Linked DNA regions of Mus musculus: region 2 is linked to region 1. Evidence: chromatin contacts called from public HiChIP or PLAC-seq data. All regions are on one chromosome and are shown on one strand. Each heading gives the region's core, a stretch centred on a gene start, on an enhancer-like site or on the middle of the called end of the contact. The rest is flanking DNA. Distances are from core to core; before and after follow the strand shown. Region 1 has its middle 59 kb from the start of Ccl1. Region 2 has its middle 42 kb from the start of Gm38577.

Region 1 (6,002 bases), core at 977-3,476:
AGGGCTTCTCTAAGACCATTGGAAAACACAGATGTTTATGTTACGAGTCACAAGAGTAGCAAAGTTACAGATATGAAGTGGAAACAAAAGTATTTTATGGTTGGAGGTCACCACAGTGTGAGGAGCTATATTAAAGGGCTGGAGTTTTAGGAAGGTCGAGAACCACTGGTTTAAGCCCTCATCATCATGAACATCCGTCTACACTTTGTTGCTTTTTCTCATTGACTGACTATTGTTAGTGCCCACATATACTTGTGTGTGTGATCTAAAAAGAAACGTGCAAATGTGTGTACATATGTATGGAAGCAAGAGGAAAGTTGTGGGTATTGCATTCATCAGGGTTCTAAAGGAACAGGACTGGTTGAATGAAAAACAAAAAGGCACTTATACAGACTGGTTTACAGGCTATGGTCCATGTAGTCTGCCATGGAGGTCTCACCCCCAGAAAGCCTGAAAATCTGGTAGTGGTCAACGCTCTGAAGATGGATGTCTCAGCAGTTCCAGTCAGGCCTTGGAGTCCTGGAGGATCCCTAAAGAGCTGCCAGTCTCCAGTCTACATTGGGATCCAAAGTCTTTAGTTCAGATACAGATGAAAGGATCTCTCAGGATAAACGTTCTTGCAGTGAGAATGGGAGCAAGCAAGCAAAAAGCAAGGCTTCCCTCTTCCAAGTTCTTTCATGTAGGCTGCCCCCGAAAATGTTGAATGTAATGCATAAACAGTTACAATGGGTGAATTTCTTGTGTTGATCACATCTCAATCATGCCATTTAAGAAGTTCCTGAATGGAGGCTCCTCATGGAGTTTTCTTAGAGGTACTGGAAAAAGGTGGTAGTGTGCAGAGAGAATCTGTGGGCCTCTGCTTTCTTCCTTCTGACTGCCAGGATGGACAAAGTGGGTCCCTCTGCTTCCAGAGTGTGTGCAGCTTAACTGGCACCCCAGTTATGGATGGAGCCCTGTGAGCCCTAGTAGAGAGACCTCCCGGGGCCAGACCTGCACTAAGCATAGAGAGGGAGATATGGCGGGTGGCAGAAGATAGGCGGGTGCCCAGCAAGAAAGATCTGGAGTCAGCAAAGGCTTCGGGGAGACAGAAGGGCAGCCAAGGGAAGAAATGCAGGCTGTGGAGAGCCCCAGGACCGCCAGAGGGAATGAGAAGGGCATTTCACAAATACACCAGGGCAAGAGAGATACTTGAAAGCTGCCTGGCCCATTAATAAATGAGAAGGGAAATAAAATTAATGATGATGATAAAAACGGCTGAGCCGCTGAAGTGCTTTGTAAAATTGGTCTTTAACAAGGAAAAGAAGAAAAAAAAAATTCCGAGGGATGGGTAATTGGAAATGGACAGGAGCCTTGTCTGTAGAGCTGATGAAGGGGAGGGGTGGATTCTTAGAACAATTGGGTCATGTCTGTGGGCTTCAAACCGCCCTGGCCGGATATAGACCTTGGATCTGGAGAGAATTAGTTGATGAAGTTATTAAATCCTTGGCAGGTATTTTAACTATATGCATTTTGGGGGCGGGTTTGGAGGTAGCAAGGCCTTGAAGATTCCTAACACACACATACACACACACACACACACACACACACACACACACACACACAGAGACAGAGAGACAGAGACAGACAGAGACAGAGACAGAGACAGAGACAGAAAGAGCGCTGGACAGACAGACAGAGACAGAGAGGGAGACAGACACACAGAGAGAATCCACAGTTGAGCCTCAAAAACACGCAAAAGGAAAGTAGCCAATATGTTGCCCATGTTGAGGTCCTGTGTTGGCCCTTGCACCATGCTGGGTGCCTTACAGGTATGTTCTTCTAGCTTTTGGGGCACCCCTCACAGCACTGCACAAGGTTATGATAACCCATTTTACATACAAGAACTTGGAGGATCAGAGAGTTCATGTGTTGCCTTAGTTATTCAACTTGCCAATGGGGGTGGGGTGGGGGGAGCATGATTGGAACCCATGCATTTCTGATCCCAATAAAGGCTCTTTTGTATTATCCAGCTATACTGGCTAACTCTCAGTATCTGGTTCCAGGCTTTATGGAGAGAGAGTCTCCTACCTGCCAGCCACCTCCTTCTAGTCACACCTCTGCCCCAAAGCGTTGGTGTTTTTAATGGCACTGACTGACTCGAGGTTCAGAGGGAAGGTTTCAGAGTTTCCACACTGAGGAGAAAGAAGTGGGTAGAGGTTGACCAGCAATGACACTCTCAGGAGGGTGGGGACAGGAAAGAGTCACCAGCAGGAAGAGACACTGGTCTGTCCCCACCCCCACGTCACCCTTACCTAGAGCGAGCAGGTGTCCAAAGTTGACTTTACTCTGTTCCTCAGCCTTAGCTCTGACCCTCAGCTTGCCTTCTGGGCTGTCACTCAAGGGCTCACATCATTTCCTGTCCCTGCTGCTGGGTAGTTAATGCAGGTGTTCCTTTTACTGGGTCAGGGTGAAGTTGAATAAAGTGTGTAGAACTGAACAGTTCTGATCCCATCCCTCCCGGGGCCTCATCACTCTGGGGTCCTGTGCCGTGTGATGGGAACCCCACGTGGTCAGTCAAAACCTTGGTCCCTTCTCTGAGCACCCTACCTGCTCCCTTCTATGGCTCTGCTGTGTGAGGACCAGGCTTCCAGGCTTCCCCACTGGGCTTTTCAAGTCCTGGTCTGCAATATATTAGCAATGCCACACAAACATGGGCATGACGTGGGTTTATGTGGCCAGGCATCCCTCTTGTTCCCCTTCACTGCTGTGCGATGCCTATGTCCTGGCCAGCCCACCGTCTGGGGTAGAGGATAGGAGCTCCAGCTCCATCCTCTAAAGTAGTGGTCCTCAGTCTTCCTAATGCTGCAACTCTAATATAGCTCCTCACATCATGGTGACCCCCAACCACAAAAACCATACAATTATTTTTGTTGCTCCTTCATAGCTATAATTTTGCTTCTTGTTATGAGTCCTAATGTAAACAATATGTTTTCTGGTGGTCTTAAGCCACCCCTAGGATAGAGTTATTTGATCCTCTCCAAGGGACTGTGAGCTCTCTCAAGTGAGAGAGGCTGAGAGGATCTCTCAAGTGGTTGAGAACCACTGCTTTAGTGGGGGGGGGGGGGACGGGGCTGCTTAGCTACTGTGGCCCAGTGGATAATTGCACAGCTGAATTTAGATCAGTTCCAAGTCAGCTTGGTTGAATATACCCTAGATACCAAATACTCATTGATACAAACCACTGGGGACTTGTGGTTGTTTTGTATCAGCAGCCAACTGATAAATAGTCATGTGCATAGTGTGCCCTCATAGCTCCCACAGTCATGCACATAGTGTGCCCTCCCAGCTCCTCAGTAAAACCTCTTTTCACTTCAAGTTTATTAACCTGGAAACAAATGAGCATCCCCTTCCCTGTCAGGCAGGATGCATGCAGAAGTTTGAATTTCTGTCTTCGAGGAGCTTTGCCTCGGCGAAACAGGGAAGCAAACATGAGTGTAAACAAGGAAGTTGTTGAAGGTGTCCTGGAGGAAAAGTTCCCTGAGGCAGGCCTTGGAGGAGGTAGCAGCAGCCAAGACAGGAAGTACAGCCTGGATGGACCTGGGAGCGCAAAGTGAGGGTGATGTGTTCAGAGGCAAAGCCCAGGTCTAGCCTTGACATTTCGAAAGCTCCTACCAAATGTTGCTTGCTTGTTTGTTTAAAAGGCGTTGGCCAGGCACTTGATGAACTGGGACACTCCATTAAATGGAAAAGTGGCCTAAGATGTGATAAAACTCAAAGAAACTGAAGGGATAAAAGACTCCCCGTGTTACTGCCGAGGCAATAAACAGCTTAATCCAGGCCCGCCAAGGCGCAAAGGTAATTACACACCCACACCTGCTCCTGAAGCCAGGCCAGGTCCAGAGCGGCCCCAGCCGAGCTGGAGGGGATGCAAAGTGGAAGGAGCCTCAGTTTGGGTCTTTCTGACTGGCACAACCCTCACTCCACTGTCCCTGCCTTCTCCTGAGACACAGACCTCCTGGTTTCTCCTGCTCTCTGGCTGTTCCAATTGCTGCTCACTTTATGCAGGGCGGGGTGTGAGTGTAAGTGTGTGTGTGTGTGTGTGTGTGTGTGTGTGTGTGTGTGGTGGTTTGTGGAGGTGAGAGAGAAAGGTGGTATTGGGACCTCATGGCGGACAACAGGGCCATCTCTCAGGACTTACTCCGCACCCCCCCACCCCCTCTAGGACTGAGGAGCCTAGCCCCAGTGTGTGATTTCAGAGTTAATCTGTCTGCACTAATTAAATATTGATGGCTGTTAAATATTCATGGGGCGTTTTAGCTGGCAGGTTTGATGTCTCCAGGCTCTGCTGCTGCTGGCCGCAGCTCCAAGGATGCAATCTTTTTGGCTGGTCACTCTGTGTGCCCCACCTTCCCCCCATTGTTGCTGGCCACAGCTTGGACCTCCCTTGTTATATGTTCTGTTTTGGTCCCCAGACACCAGGGTCCATTTCCCTGCATGTCTTGGGTAGTCACTACTGAAGCCTTGGGAGATGGGCTTCAGCTTTGGTTGTAGGGTGGCTGGGGATGGACAGAGGGAGAATGTAGACTCGAGTGTGGCAGGCTCGGAGGCTGCAGAGAAATCAGACAGACAGGGACTCTCTCCAGTGAGAGTCTGTTCTCCGTAAGGGACTGAAAATGTCGGGAGATGAAGCCAGACACAGCTCCATCCGCAAGGTGTAGATCCCGGGGGAACAGCCATTGAAAGGGCTGAGGTACACCCTGACAGAGATCCCAGGACACCTTACCAGAGCACGATTCAGGCAAGCTTCTGAGTGAAGGCTGGGCGTTAGCTGAGTCAGTAGAAGGTACCTTGCATAGAAGACCTCTGTCAAGGGACCTGCATGATGAACGAGCACCTGGGCTTGCTGGGCAGGTGGCTCAGTGATCTGATATTATCGCTACTGTTTCCAGTTCTGAAACAAAGTTACAGAGGCTTTGAGAGACTCTTCTGTCATCTCACTGGAATTGAAGTTCAAAGCTGGGATTTAAGCCTCACTTTTGGGTGCAGAGTTTGCCTTCTCACAAATAACAGGGCCAGCAAATACCTTTTTCTAGCCCCATTTTTTTTTTTCCAATCAGGATTTTGTGATTCTGTCGTCTGGTTTGAATGGCAGAGGCCACTTCTTGGAGGAGGATGCTTGCATGAGAAAACCTGTCTATCCCATCATGCAGTTCTCCTTAGCTGACTCAGCTCAGAACTTGCTGTTACTCCTTCATCTTCCCACAACCATCTAACAGACATCATGCACCATGCTCTAGGGCTGCAGAATCAAAGGAGACTAAACCCTCACTCATTCCCTGGAGGCTACCACTGGAGAATTAAGAAAAACAATGAATGAGAAAGAGAAGTATTATCCACCCTTCCACCCACCCACCTTTGCATGTACTCATCATGTGTCTACCTGCTCACCCATCCATGTAGCCACCATAGCCACCATCCATCTATCTATTCACCCATATGTCTATGTACATCTAACCCCTACCTGTCCATGATTATCTATCAATTTATCCATTTGTTTGTTGTTCCTTCCTTCCATCCATCCATCCATCCTTCAATCTTTCCATCCTTCCTCCCACCCACCCATTCATCTTGCTATAACTGCTATGGGGGTGAAGGCCAAGTAGGATGGAGTGGGAGACAGACAGCTCAGGAAGGGTCTTGCTGGATGGGTTCTTGTGCATTTATTTAGACTGTGAGATTCAGGAAGTGGGAGTGAGGGTTGGGGAGAGATAAAGGGATACAGGGTATTGAGAAAAGAGGGAAAGGTATTCAGGTGGGTGAGACGCTCAGCCATGGAATAAGTGTCTGGCCTGATTGGAGTTGAAGGGGACACAGTAGATGGGGCTGGGGTTTCTGGAGAAGTTATGAGAGAGCAGTGGTAGAGGTAACCCTGTGCTCTTCTTACAAGATCTGTGGCTTTTGTAGAGAAAAGATGGAGGCTCTGGGTGGCCTCTGGAATAGAGAGATGGCAAGACCTGACTCAT
Region 2 (6,002 bases), core at 893-3,392, 110 kb before region 1:
TGATTTGCAAAGTCATAGACACCCACCTTGACCTGTTGGCTGGAGGGGATACCCCAAATCTGGGTACGAGACAGTAGCCTGCCCAGGCTGGTATAGGAAGCACGGGGGAACGAAGTGCGGGATAATGGGAATCTCAGCCTTACTTCTCAAAGGTTCCCTCTTGGGTTTCTGTTGCTGCCACCTTATTGGCTTCAAGACTTTGTGTGACACTCTGGCCCCACCCTGGACCAATAGTCAATTCTTTTGACCTTCATGGCAGAATGCAGGAGAGACAGGCAGATATTTAGTAAAGATTGTAGTGCACTAGTTCTCAACCTGTGGGTCATGACCCCTTTAGGCGTTGGAGGGGCGCTGTCAATGACCTTTCCACAGGGTTTTATATCAGAAATCCTGCATATCAGCTGTTTACATTATGATTCATTACAGTAGCAAAAAAAAAACATAGCTATGAAGTAGCAGTGGAAATAACTATGATTGGGGGTCATCACAGCATGAGGAACTGTATTAAAGGCTACAGCATTGGGAAAGTTGAGAACCGCTATTGTAGAGGGTCTCCAGCCAAGGGGGAAAAGGAAGAAGGTTCAGTTCCTTGAACTTGAGCAGGTCACAACCTAGTTCCAAGTCTCTGGTCTCTCAAGTGTTCAATGGACTTCAGAAGGCCAAGGTTACAGTGTTACCACACATGGGAGTGGGCACCTGCACTAGTTACTTCTGTGTGATTGTGAGGCTAATTCTTCATGGGAACAACTCAAAGAGGTTGATTCTGGCTCATGGTCTCAAAAGCTTTCAATCCTCCAAGGTGGGAAGGTGTGGTGGAGCTGCTGGAATCATGGCCCAGGAAACATATGGCGCATGCCATGCTCACAACCAGAAAGCAGAGAGTGAGGCCGGGAGTGGCTAAGGATAACACATCCCCAAGGGCCAGTGACTACCTCCCAAAGTCTCTATAGCTATTTTCAAATGGAGCCACCAGCTGGAGACCAAGTGTTCAAAACATGAGCATGTAAAGGGTGCTTCATATTTAAACCATAACATATCTCCCAGTGTTTTTGTGTTCTTATGACTGAGGTGCTGGTTTGGAGTGGTAGATAATGGTGGTCTCTCACTTTGGGGAGAGTAACCTTACTAGGCCATTGCTCAGAAGTGGTTTGGATGCTGTCCTGCCTGGGGGCAAGTGAAGGCCCTCGGGAAGTGTTCCTACCTCCGTATACTTCCCAGTGGCTTCTCTGAAAGGAGCCACCTTGAATGACAGCATTCCTCACACTGAGGTTATGAGAAAGGCCTGAGAAGGTACCCTGCACCTCAGCCAAACCCCACAGGCCAGCATCAGGCCTGCCTTCCAGTAGGCACTCAAGAAATAGATTCAAGGACGGGAAGTAGAATGTCAAAGCCAAAGCAGGCCTCAGAGGACAGCCAATCTAGTCATTTTCCATTTATTTTTAACCTCAAAACCCTGGCTTCAAAGAGAAACATTAAGCAGACACTAGGCTTATATATAGATAAGAGCTGAGCTGTGCTGACTGTGGTGGGGGTGTGGTGGGCCTATCCTTGCAGAGGCCTTGAGGGAACCCTCCCAAAACAACCAGGAACAGAACTGAGAGCTCACGCATCCCATCTTAGCAGCTCATAGTACAGATGGGAAAACCAAGGCTTTGGAAGGAGGATAGAGTATGTCTCTCTCTTCGGTTATAGAGAATGAGTTTTGAGTTTGCCACCTGGCTCCTGGCTCTGAGGTCGCAGTTTCTCCTGGCCTGGATACGTCAGTTATTGTACTGATCTTGACTTGCCTGACACCTGACCAGTAAGAGATGTGTGTATAGAGATGGTGAAAGAGAGGAGGCGGGTGCCTCTCAGGGGCCTGCATGGGTATTGCTGATGCCTTTCCCTGCCAATCATACATCACACAGAATCTTTGCTTTTGTTTTCTTTGTTAATAAAAAATTGGGATTTTTTTTCTTAGCCCTGTCACAGAGCAGACAGACTTGAATATTATTCGTCAACATCCCATAAGCAACTCCAGGCACACCGGGCAGTTGTTTTTGCTTTTCTGATACTGACCATCGTCTTCCTCTAGGGAGTAGGGCTCCAGATGGTTGTCTAACTCCCTCCTTGGCAAGACAGGAAGTTCCCTGAGAGCAAGAATAAGATCTTATTTATGTTTATTTTCCCATCCCCTCCAGTGCCCCGCACAACCCTGTAGAATGAGGTCGGGCTTAAGCAGGGCTTGTTGAATTGAATTATTGAGCAGACAGGCTTCCAAAGGGAAATAAACAAACAAAAGAACGGCCCCCTGTGACTCAAAGCTGCAGCAACCTGTCACTTGCAGATTAAATCGCAGGCTCCTCAGATGGATGAGGAGGGAGCTGGAAGTCTGCTCTCACTTCCTGTGCCACAAGGGTCACACTCAGCCCTCCCACCGCCCCATGAGGAGGTGGTATGGAGAGTGGGGATGATTCCTGATGGCTTGTCCTGAGCCATCCCCTTCCTTCCCAGCTAGCACTGAGTTAGTGTTGCTGGGATTCTTCCCTTACCCAACCCTTCATCCCTCGTGCCTCTCAGAAACAGCACCCCTGCCTGACATCCATCCTGATGAGATGAAATCGATGCCCAAGGAAACAATATCTTTCTGCTGTGGCTGGGGTCCCCTTACTGGTCCTACATTTGTGAAGGATAAAGTGGAAATATTTGATCCAGAGTTCTCTAGCCATCCTCTGTAGGCTTCAGGTACTCTTGAGGGAGTTTTGGCCTTTTGGCTTCTATGTATAGCTGGACCCCTGTCCTAAGGGTCTCACCCTTCAAAACCAGTGCTACCAGTTGGGGACCATGTGCCACATTCCAACCCAAACAGGACCCAGTGTGGTTCTCATCACCATCTTTGCTAAAGTCACGATCATGTGCTATGCACTGGCCAGGTGACAGCCACCACCTCATGAAGTCCCTCACAGTGGTCTCTCGGCATTCCCATCTCAGAGACCAGGACACTGACGCTGGCACCTTGCCAGGGCCACACTAGAAGAAGACAGTTCTGACAATGACTCTGTTTTCCCTTTGTCCCATGACTTTGATCCTCAGGTTGGGCTTCAGACCAGAGAGATGACACAGGCCTCTAGGGAAGAAACAGCAATCATGTGACCCTGCTGGCTTGTGCAGTCACGGTCTTATTTCCAAAGTGAAAACCAATGTCACCGATAAACATGGAAGCAATTTCGAGATGGTAAGAAATGGCCTTGCTGTCAAACAAGACCTTTGTGCTATGTTCAAAGAAAACTAATTAAAAGAAGTTTCCTTTAAAGTATATGGGTCTGAGGCATTTCCACTTTAGCCCCCGCAAGCCAATCCAGTTTCAATCCAGTTTGGAAACTTGGTGTGAAGCCTAAATTATTAATGCACACAGGAAAAATGATCTGCCTGTTTGCTTTAGAACATTTTGGGCCTGCAGTAGGATTACCCACATCTCTTGAGGATTTGAGTAGGAATGGGGTGTGCTAGGATAGAACCACATAAGGCCGTGTGAGCATATCCTTTTGAATCTTACATCATAAGCCGGACCATTATGGAATGTGTTCAGACGGTGTGGTGGTTTTTAAATGTTTATTTTCTAAGGATTTATTTTTATTATTTTTTATTAACAATAAAAATAATTATATTATCACTGTGTGTGCTTGTATGTGCGCATGTGTGCATGAATGTGTGTGTGTATGTAGGTATGCTGTATATGCATATGGTAAGTATGTTTTCAAAGATGCTAGATCACCTGGAGCTGAGGTTGTAGGCCATTGTAAGCCCCTAGATACAGACGGACGCTGGAACCTAAACTCTGTTCCTCTATTGAGAACTATGTGCTTTTAACAGCCAAGCCATGTCTCCATTTCTCAATGGAGGCAAACTTTAAAGGGACATTTTCATAGCTAATGCATACAGTGCAACCTCACAGGACACCCCCTCCCCCATCCTCTTTATTTAACAGCCTTGTGAAACGTCAGTCACTGCAGGTCTTCCAGGCGGTTCGGAGCCAATCAAGGAATCATGCTAGCACAGGAGACTCTTACCAGATGCTCTCCAGAGTCTGTATCCCTTATACTGACTGCCTCCCAGGGTGGCTGACATAAGTCTATCCCCAGTCTGTTGGCTAGAAGATAGTCATGGACCTGCAGGGTAGAACACACCAGCTCATCTTCTCTTCCTCTGTCTCCTCAACACTCAAGTGCACAGAAAACTGCCATGGAAAGTGTCTAGATTAGGGTTTCCATTGCTGCAAAGAGACACCATGACTAAGGCCACTCATAAAGGAAAAGATTTAAAGGGGGCTGGGATTACACTTTCAGAGGTTCAGTCCATTATCATCATGGCAGGAAGCATGGCAACATCCAGGCACGGAACTGAAGGAGCTGAGAGTTCTACATCTTGACCAGAAAGTAATCAGGAGGAGACGGGCTTCCAGGTAGCTAGGAGAAGTGTCTCAAAGCCCACCCCCACAGTGACACACTTCCTCCAACAAGGGCACACCTACTCTAATGAGGCCACATTTTCTAATAGTGCCACTCCCTGGGACAAATATACTCAAACCACCACAGAAAGCAAAGGAGGGCCAAAACTGACATCTACCTGCCAATGGTAAATATAAATACAAGTGTTGCCATGAAACTCAAGAAGGAAGACCCAAGTATGGATTCTTTGCCCCTCTTAGAATTGGGAATAAAACACCCATAGAAGGAGTTACAGAGACAAAGTTTGGAGCTGAGACAAAAGGATGGACCATCTAGTGACTGCCATATCCAGAGATCCATCCCATAATCAGCCTCCAAACTCTGACACCATTGCATACACTAGCAAGATTTTGCTGATAGGACCCTGATATAGCTGTCTCCAATGAGACTACGCCAGGGCCTAGCAAACACAGAAGTGGATGCTCACAGTCAGGTAATGGATGGATCACAGGGCCCCCAATGGAGGAGCTAGAGAAAATACCCAAGGAGCTAAAGGGAACTGCAACCCTATAGGTAGAACAACATTATGAACTAACCAGTACCCCGGAGCTCTTGACTCTAGCTGCATATGTATCAAAAGATGGCCTAGTCAGCCATCACTGGCAAGAGAGGCCCATTGGACTTGCAAACTATATATGCCCCAGTACAGGGCAACGCCAGGGCCAACAAGTGGGAATGGGTGGGTAGGGGAGTGGGGGGGAGGGTATGGGGGACTTTTGGGATGGCATGGGAAATGTAAATGAGGAAAATACCTAATAAAAAAGAAAAAAGGGAAAAAAGAACAAAATATGTATTTTAAGAGTTTATTGAATATATTTTAAAAGAATATAAATAAATAAATAAATAAATAAATAAATAAATACAAGTGTTGCTTAATGTATAACGAGTGCCTGCGGTGATCCAGCAGATTCTGTGAGCTCATAAGGTGCCCCCGAGCTTACCTAAAGCAGCTAGCATGGAGGAAGGCAAAAGGAAGGTGGTATGCTGGCACAGAGTTGGTGAGCAACATGGCTTCCTGGATCTTGTGCAATCCAACAAGTGGCATTGCTCCAACTTAGAAAGATCAGGACACTTCCTAAACTGTGGAGAAGATAGAAGAGGCAAGCCTGGAAACTGCCTATCCCAGCAGAACCCACCAGAAAGAGTCAAGGATGTGCAAAAGGGGCCAAAAAGCTGTGGGGACTGGGCAGAGAGGCAGGTGCTGATGATAAAAGATAAGACTCACCTGATGTTCTGTGCTAGGCAAGAAAGCTAGAGGGGCGATGCACATACAGAGCTAAGCCGTGGCCTTGGGGTTGCCGGGGACAGATGGACTTGCTGTGCATTGCAGAGCTGCAGAGAATGTTATCCACACTCAGGATTGGGGAAATGAAAGTCCAGCATGGAGCAGTGATAAACAAGGACCGTATAAGCCACATGTGCTGCGCCTGAGAAGAAAGGCGCCCCATGTCAGATGTCTTCTGTTCTCAGGAGTCCGATGCTGTGGACCAGCTGGGCTTTGGACTGGGTTGGTTG

The links. HiChIP or PLAC-seq counts read pairs in DNA pulled down with a chosen protein or histone mark.
Region 2: a contact with region 1 is called in a RAD21 HiChIP or PLAC-seq map of pro-B cells, with 2.8 times the contacts expected there. The contact joins two enhancer-like sites. A contact is called at or near these places in 2 of 15 datasets of contacts at CTCF or cohesin (large pre-B cells and pro-B cells) and 1 of 484 Hi-C or Micro-C datasets (trophoblast stem cells).

What each region holds. Positions count from the first base shown.
Region 1 is chr11:82,235,880-82,241,881 of GRCm38.p6, reverse strand. No RefSeq gene overlaps it. Among named protein-coding and RNA genes, the nearest start is that of Ccl1, 59 kb to the right of the region's middle. Within about 2 kb of position 2,226, at least 9 of the 459 cell types and tissues checked have an H3K27ac peak or open chromatin away from gene starts, as enhancers often do. A contact at or near this core is called in pro-B cells, where this site is marked.
Region 2 is chr11:82,342,146-82,348,147 of GRCm38.p6, reverse strand. No RefSeq gene overlaps it. Among named protein-coding and RNA genes, the nearest start is that of Gm38577, 42 kb to the left of the region's middle. Within about 2 kb of position 2,142, at least 3 of the 459 cell types and tissues checked have an H3K27ac peak or open chromatin away from gene starts, as enhancers often do. A contact at or near this core is called in pro-B cells, where this site is marked.